Linked DNA regions of Mus musculus: region 2 is linked to region 1. Evidence: chromatin contacts called from public Hi-C data. All regions are on one chromosome and are shown on one strand. The core of a region is the stretch at or near the end of the contact, and the rest is flanking DNA. Distances in the headings are between cores, read along the strand shown.

The links. Hi-C and Micro-C count contacts between places; a contact is called where the count stands out from the background.
Region 2: a contact with region 1 is called in a Hi-C map of cerebellum, with 2.0 times the contacts expected there. The contact joins two enhancer-like sites. A contact is called at or near these places in 5 of 484 Hi-C or Micro-C datasets (brain, cerebellar granule neurons, cerebellum and 1 more) and 2 of 115 datasets of contacts at active chromatin or transcription factors (both in embryonic stem cells).

Annotation. Positions count from the first base shown.
Region 1 is chr16:9,751,668-9,755,658 of GRCm38.p6, reverse strand. The region is part of intron 4 of Grin2a (glutamate receptor, ionotropic, NMDA2A (epsilon 1)); the gene reads left to right. Among named protein-coding and RNA genes, the nearest start is that of Grin2a, 240 kb to the left of the region's middle. Within about 2 kb of position 2,283, at least 13 of the 459 cell types and tissues checked have an H3K27ac peak or open chromatin away from gene starts, as enhancers often do. A contact at or near this core is called in cerebellar granule neurons, cerebellum and cerebral cortex, where this site is marked.
Region 2 is chr16:9,901,186-9,904,907 of GRCm38.p6, reverse strand. All of the region lies in intron 3 of Grin2a (glutamate receptor, ionotropic, NMDA2A (epsilon 1)), which reads left to right. Among named protein-coding and RNA genes, the nearest start is that of Grin2a, 93 kb to the left of the region's middle. Within about 2 kb of position 1,632, at least 17 of the 459 cell types and tissues checked have an H3K27ac peak or open chromatin away from gene starts, as enhancers often do. A contact at or near this core is called in cerebellar granule neurons, cerebellum and cerebral cortex, where this site is marked.

The sequences.
Region 1 (3,991 bases), core at 1,034-3,533:
AAACAGAAGACTTTAAAAGGAGATTGAGTGCTTTTCTGGCAAAATCTTGTCATGGTGGGAAAGACCCTGTGATTGCACTATGTGTGGAGCAGGCTGGACTTTGAATGTATTACAAACCCACCAAACGTAACATACCTACCACTCTGAATGCCAGCTTTCTTCTGAGGTTAGACAGCTCTGCCCCACTTTATCGCCTCTCTTTCTCGTGCCTACACACACACATTCTCTCTCTCTCTCTCTCTCTCTCTCTCTCTCTCTCTCTCTCTCCTGTGTGTGTGTGTGCTTGTGTGTATGTGTGTGCATATTATCTTTTTATCTTAGCATAATTAAATGGACCTTTACATGCAGACCGATTAGTGTGGTTCCTGATCAGTACCTGACGTCCACGAATATTCATCAAGCGATCACAGCTTTCTACAGTCATTCCTGTAATTTATACTGGTCATGCGGCAAGCTATGCACAAAGCAGGGGAGAGAGATGCCAGACCTGCCTGTCCTGGTGCCTTAAAATCTTATTATAAATATAAATGGGGTGTGTTTTTTATCTAGAAATCTGAAAGCAACTTTGTTAAAAGTGAGTTCTTGCCCCATGTTGGTTGGCCACTTTGTTGTAGTTGATATTTAATCTCAACTGGGATGGGGGCTTCTACTCAGCTTTTGGTCATTCAGTTTCCAGATAAAAGACACACAACCTTATATTTATAATAAGTCTTTAAAGCATTAGAGCTGGGCAGATATCCACCCTCTGTGCTATTAGAATCTATTTCCCCATCAGTATGATTTCCCATGTCCCATAGGCTGCTCTTACTCCCCAGTCAACCCACATGGCCAGTTCTCATGATCCCTTATCCCATGGTGTCTTTCCACCTGGTCCTTTCTCAGACCCCAAGCCAAGGAGCCCCGACCTCACCTACATGTCTTCTGCCTAGCTGTTGTCTGTAGGCATCTTTATTCACCAATCAGAGATAACCGTGAGAGTGGGGACAAGGTTACACAGCATACTTATGTGCACACAGATTCTCTCATCCCGGGGGCAACCAGGCCTGGGGGCTGGTGTTTAGCATTACAACACATAACAACAGACCAAACTTCAACACAGCTGCATGTCCCAGTTTCACTTTTTTAGGACTTATTTTATCTTTTCATCTTGTGCCTGTGTTTGTGTGAGAGTATGTGCACATGAGTACAGACAGGTACCAGTGGAGGCCAGAAGAGGGTGTCGCATCCCCTGGATCTAGATTCATAAGTTGTTATGAGCTGTGTGATCTGGGTGCTGGGAACTGAATGTGAATCCCGTGCAAGACCATGAACCACCTTTAACTACGGATGGGTCCAGCCTCAGGCTTTATTTGATAATGACTGCCTTACACCCTTTGTTGTGTGGCTGCTGTTTTAGTTGCTGCAGTGGAATGTGAAGAATTCACTGCATTGGAAACACTTGGGTACATCTCCAGCACAAAGGAAGGGGAGAAACACCCTCTACTGCTTTTATGGATTCGTATCTGAAAGAACCTTATCTGAGCGTCTCTTCTATCAACTACCTGACCCTGGAAATCAGGCTTCTGCTCAAAGCAAGAGCACTGTAAGTTCCCCTAACAGGAAAGGGGAAAGAGTCAGAGTGGTCCTGAGTTCAACCCCTGTCCAGGTAACACTAACACTCCCCCTTGATGCAGTCCAAGGAAGTGGAACAAAAAAAGGTTCCAGGTTTAATGGCCCACTGAAAGACTGCACTAAACCTGCTTGGCGTGTTTTTATTTGATAATCAGAGTTCTCACTGTTGGTTTCTTTTAAAATGCCAATAAAAGATCCTGCTTGGTTGATTCTCCAAGCTTGATGGCACTCAAGCTTCCCTGGGTGAATGTGATAACTCTTTGCAAATATTTATCAGTGGGATCAGCATTTGCTGCACAAACATTTCTGGCAATGCGCTAGCTACCCCAGAGAACACAGTATCCTGTGGGCCTCTGCTGTTTCTGTTGATGGGGACCCTTAATTCAGGGACAGGAAGTGTGACCCAGAGTAAGTCAGCAAAGAAGAGGTGTAATGAGAGAACACAGGGGCAGATGCCAAACTGAGACAAGGTATTCTGCAGCAGGCTCTGACTGTAGAATGTAGATCTCTAAACAGTGCCCTGCCTCTGCTGGGCAAGTGACTTAACTTGTCCGTCTCCTTATTTGCAAACGTGAGACCAACCGAAGCATCTGTGGGGAAGGTGGTGCCGATGACACATGTGTGAACACCCAGGGTACAGTTGGTACTTTGCAGGGTACACTTCTTGATGTTGCCTCCCTCCTGTGTCTTGCTGGACCCAGGACGGGTGGGTTGAGTGCTCTGGGTATCGAGTCCCGTAGCTTAGTCAGCAGCGTCCTTCCTGGAACCCAGCCTTCTCTCTTCTGGCTGGAAGTCAAAAGCACCGTATGCCAACCCCGCAATGGCAGTCAATCATTTCCAATTGGCATCCAGTGAATAGCTCGACAAATGGTGGAAACTTGATTTTGGCAACTCAGAAGAAGCAGCAGTTGGCTGCGACTTTACCTTGGTTAGGTGGCTTGGGTTATTGGTGGGGGAGGGTCACACAAGAGTACAAATACTCTTCAGATTTGCCTAAGGCCAGATGTAAGTCTTGGAACCAGCACACACCTAGCAAAGGAGACATATGGATTCCTTTCCTTCAGGGTGGAGTACTGGAGATACGGTCATTCTGAAACCTGGTCACTTAGTAATATATAGTGATGCTTGCTGTGGCCCAGCTCAGTGAGGAGATAAAGTAAATACAAGTACTACCTTCATTACTTGGGGGCCGGCTGGCAGAGTGCATATTGGGAGTGGGAGGTCTCAGTGTATAAACACGGAGACCAGCCAGGAGGCAATGGCAGGGATGGCAACTTAGAGGAGTTCCAGCCAAGCTTCTAAAAGGAAGTGATTCGCTTAGCGCTCACTGGGTACCAAGGTAACCAGCACTGATGGACGAGTATGACATAATGAAGAGAAAAGTATTTCAGACTTCGCAGCTGGGTGGATGGCTACGTCTTTTACTAAACACAAGAAGCTGACAAAGAAACATTGTGGGGTGGGTAAGAAGCAGAGATATGTACATTTCAGACATGTTGAATTGAATATGCTTTTGAAGGATTCAAGTGGAAATCTCAAGTAGGCAACTTAAGAGGAGAGACTGTATTCACATCAAAAATATACAATTCTTGGGCTTTGAGATTATCAATGGCTTTTGCAGTCCCCAAATTGAGTGAAGTTTCTGTTCTGCTTTGAGTGCAAAATGTCCCCTATAAGCTTGTATACAATGGGTCTCCAGCTGCTGGGGACCCACACTGTTTGGGAGGGTTGTGGAACCTTCCGGAGGAGGAGCCTTATTAAGATTTAATAGCCTGGCCTTATTTTCTGTCTCCTCACTGTGATCTGTGTGACCAGATGTCCAAGTTTCTTCCCTGCCATAATGGATAGTGTCCTTAAACTGAAAGCCAAAACAATCTTTTGCAACTGTAAGTGGCTACTTAGTAGGTATTTGTGAATAGCAATAAGAAAGATAACTAATACAATCACTTATGGGAAAATGAAAAATCCAAAGAGGATGTCCGCTCATATTAACATGTGCCTTCATATTCATTCCTGGGAAGGAGAGAAATGTTGCGTTGTGGCTTGCAGCTGCCCCTCCTCACAGGAGATTCTGGCCCCGTGTTTGATGCTGTGGAGGAGCCTGGTGGGTATCTTGTAGCATCAAGTACCTGCTCCACATAGAGGCAGGTACTGGGACTCTTTCAAAGATGTCATGACTGTGGCCACTGGTGACATATCTTGGCTCACTGCAACCTTGCAGAGTCACAGCAGGAGCTTCGATCAATACTAGGAGAAAATAAAAAGTCCCGTGCGGCGAACTATCAGACCGCTCATCTCAGCCCTTTGAGTCATAGGCAGCCAACCCCGTATCTTACCGACAGAGCCTGAGCTAGGTATACGGAGCCTGAGCTAGGATGCA
Region 2 (3,722 bases), core at 383-2,882, 150 kb before region 1:
TCGTTTAATCACTGTGATCAAGTCGGCTCAGGCTGCCCATGGCGGCCTTTAATTTTTAAAATGCCTATGGCAGGAGAAAGAAATGGGTGAGGTAGGTTTGCAGGCTTTCCTACTTTCTTATCACTAACGGAGGCCACAGGAGAACACAGAGTGCCTGGTCGCTGTCTTGGTACTGCTGATGTCATCTCCAGCTGAACCTCTTTAGAAATAATTGGTACTTCACTGGTGTATCAGACATCCATGGCTGTGTGACAGGTGACACCCACTTAGCGGCTGGCTGACACCCGTTTATCATTTCTATGTAACTCATGGGCTACCATTCTGTTGCCTGTTTTTCAGACAGAGTCTGAAATGAAGATGGTGTGGTACTGCGTGTCTGGGACCCCAACAGTGAGATGCTGGGCGGGAGAAAGATGAGTTTGAGGCCAAGGTGGGCTGCACAGTAAGACTTTGTCTTCCCACTCTGGTCTAGACCTGTGACTACTCTGTGCATTAGGATGTGTGACTTCCCTAAAGCCCGAGGGTCTGAGGACCTGCTTGTCTTAATTAGTTGCACAGAGTGACTCAGATACCACAAGCACTTGCTTTAGGACAGGTGTCCTTATGAATGAAGTAGGTATTGAAGAGATGTGGCTGAGCCCAATCCAATCCAGATACATTTCTTCTCAAAAAAAAAAAAAACATAAAACAAACAAACAAACAAAAAAAAACCTCTCTACTAGAAGCTTGGTCTGCACCAAGATATACTTACAGCTGCCCCAAGCTGTCTTCAAGAATGCACAGCTTCAGGGTCTCCGTGGGTCACAAACTTTCCTTTTTGTAAATGTTTTAATTCTTCTTCTAATCAGAACGACTTTAGAGAATTAATCTCCAGCGCTCCTTCCTGCCACTTCTAGACACTCCATACTTTTTCATAAACAAAGTGACAGTTTGATTGAATGTGGTTTTTTATTAGCTACTTTCACCTGAGGCATCTTTCTGCGCATGTGTAGGAATCAGAGCTTACGAATGTGCATGGAAACAGTGATTGGGATGAGCAAGCAGGGAGGGAAGTAGAATTCACGAGGCCATCCAGAGCATCAGCTGTCCTTCTGTCCCAGCTGCCTCTGACCCTTGCCAGTAATCTGGATGGCTCATATCTGGATGCAGGTGCCTTCCTCAGAACTCGGGACAAAGACTATGAAATCATAGAAACTGCCCATGTTAAATGGGGCAGATTGTCATCATTTAAGAACATGGCCAACATAAGAAAGCAAGGGGTTTGTCACCCTTAGCCCACATCTTTAGGAGCCATGGTGGGTTCTATCAGGTGAAGATGGGACAGAACACAGGTCACAGAGAGAAACTAATGGGCTGCTTTAGCCTAGAGAGGGGAGCTGTGGCTGAGAACTGCTCCACAGGGCCGGAGAAGGCCTGGGGATTTGGTATAAGAGAACAGTGTAGCTGACCTTGCTTCATCTCCTTCAAGGTGGACTTTTAGTTAGTGACAGGGTTCTGGGCACCATCCTGCTGTAATGGGAAGATTTGGGGACAGAGACACTGATTTAAGAAGCACTGGGGCAGAGCTCCGATCCTCTTTTTGTTCTGAGGTGTACAGATCCACTCCTTTTCACAGAGAAATCAAGCCTTCAACCCGGGCATGACTCATTCTCCTGTGGCAGGTGAGGGCTCGGCTTCCAAGAATAGCCTAGCCTGAGGGATCCAAGCCTGGAATCCCTTCCAACTTTCTGGGCTCTGAAGTTTGGCACCCACAGAGGACTCTGCTTAGGTAACGGGGTGCAGATGGCTAGGCGTTTGCAGAAAACAGTAGCTAATAACTATTTCTCTTCCATCTTTTATTCTGCAAAAAAAATGGTAAAGCCTGCCTAGGCCCCTTGCTTCCAGAGGAAACCTACTCACAAGGAGGTATATATACTTCAGTGGCTGAAAGATAAGGCAGTGAGCAAGCCCACACATTCATTTATTTGCTTATTCATAAATATTTGGCTGAAGGCTTGTAAGTGAGAACCATAACAGGAGACTCTACAGGGGACTCAGATCTCCCTGCACTGGGCTGAATCCAGGCAACTAGGTAATTGGAAGGAGGTTCACAAATAAGAGATGGCTTTGTGTAACATTTGCTGTAGATCATGCATTTATTCAATAATCTATTTGTTAAATTATATTATTTTATTTTATACATATGGTTGTTGGGCCTGTACATATATCTGTGCATCACATGCATGCTGGGGTTGGGGTTGGGGGCCAGTGGAAGGCATCAGATGCCCCCAAACTGGCATTGTAGACAGTTGTGAGCCACCTGGTCTAGGTGCTGGGAACCAAACTTGGGTCCTCTGGAAGAGCAGCAAGTACTCTCAATCAAACAGTTAAAATGATGTGCCGACTTCAGTAACTTCACACTGCATGTTGAGTTCCGCTCCATGGTCATCCCTGTGGACTGGTTGAGATGAAGCAGCTCACACGGTGATGTGCTTAGGCTCTGGCCAGTCAGGCACAGAGTCAGGGTTCTCTGACAAGAACTCAATCACAAATCATAAAGCTCATGTTTGGGCCTTGCAAGTTCAAGGTCACAGATGCAGTATGTGGTGAGGGCTGTTTCTTGGTTCATAGGTAAGTGTCACTTTCTAATGTCCTCACATGAGAGATGAGGTAGGGCTCTCCTAGGCCTCTTTGATAAGGACAGAAGTTCTACAGATAAGAACTTAGTTACCTTGGAAAGTTCCTGACTCTCTGGACAGCACCTGAAAGTGTAAGATACTAATGTATACATGCCAAAGGTATCCAATTGGTGAGACCACAGCACCTCTGCATAGGCATGGTCTTATCCTCCAGGACTCAGCTTGAAGGCTAGCACCCTAGCAGGTCTCCACTGGGCACCTAATTTAGTGTATTCTCTTCCTGTCTAGCTCATCAACGCATTACACTGAGACATCACTGCATTCACTAACCCCTTATCTTCAAGTTCCACTTGAATTTGGGCTACTGAAGTCCTGAGTCTTGTGTCTCTTCTTTATAAGGTGTGTGTGTGTGTGTGTGTGTGTGTTCGTTCATGTATGCAAGTGCTAGTATGTGTGTAGGTGCATATGAATGTATGTGTTCAGAGGCCCATGGGCAGCATCAGATGTCAGTCCTCAAGTGCTGTCCACTTTAGATTTTCAGGCAGGGTTCCTCCCTGGTCTAGAGCTCTCTAGGTATATTAGGCTGGCTGAGCAGCATGGCCCAGGGACCTGCCTATTCCCACCCCCATAGCACTGGTGTTACACTTACCTGCCACCATACCTATCCTTTGTGTTTCTTCAGTCCAAAGATGGTTCTGGCCTATGGCATGTGTCCAGGGAGCATTCATAACTGCAGGAAAGACAGCTGGGGCTGTCAGTGCTCTCAGGTATAGAACACACTTCTCAGGCTGCCACTGGGGGGTCGTTTAGATGAACTAAACAGCTGTGGGCTGTGTGGCTTTTGTTTTTACTGTCATGCTTTTACACCATGGTTGGGGAAGAAGAGAGCTATCAAGGACCTGAAAAGCATGGCAGGATGCTTGTGATTGCAAGGCAGAGTCAGGGGCCTCAGCCTCTTACGGGAAGGATCTGTCTTTGGAGAGCATTGTGCCCTAAAAGCAGTTCTTTTGTAAATGACAGTGGGGGTAACATTGTATTAGGCTCCTAATCAGGACATGAGCAACCACTTCTTGTGAAACCAGGTTTCCCAGGATGCTGGCAAGG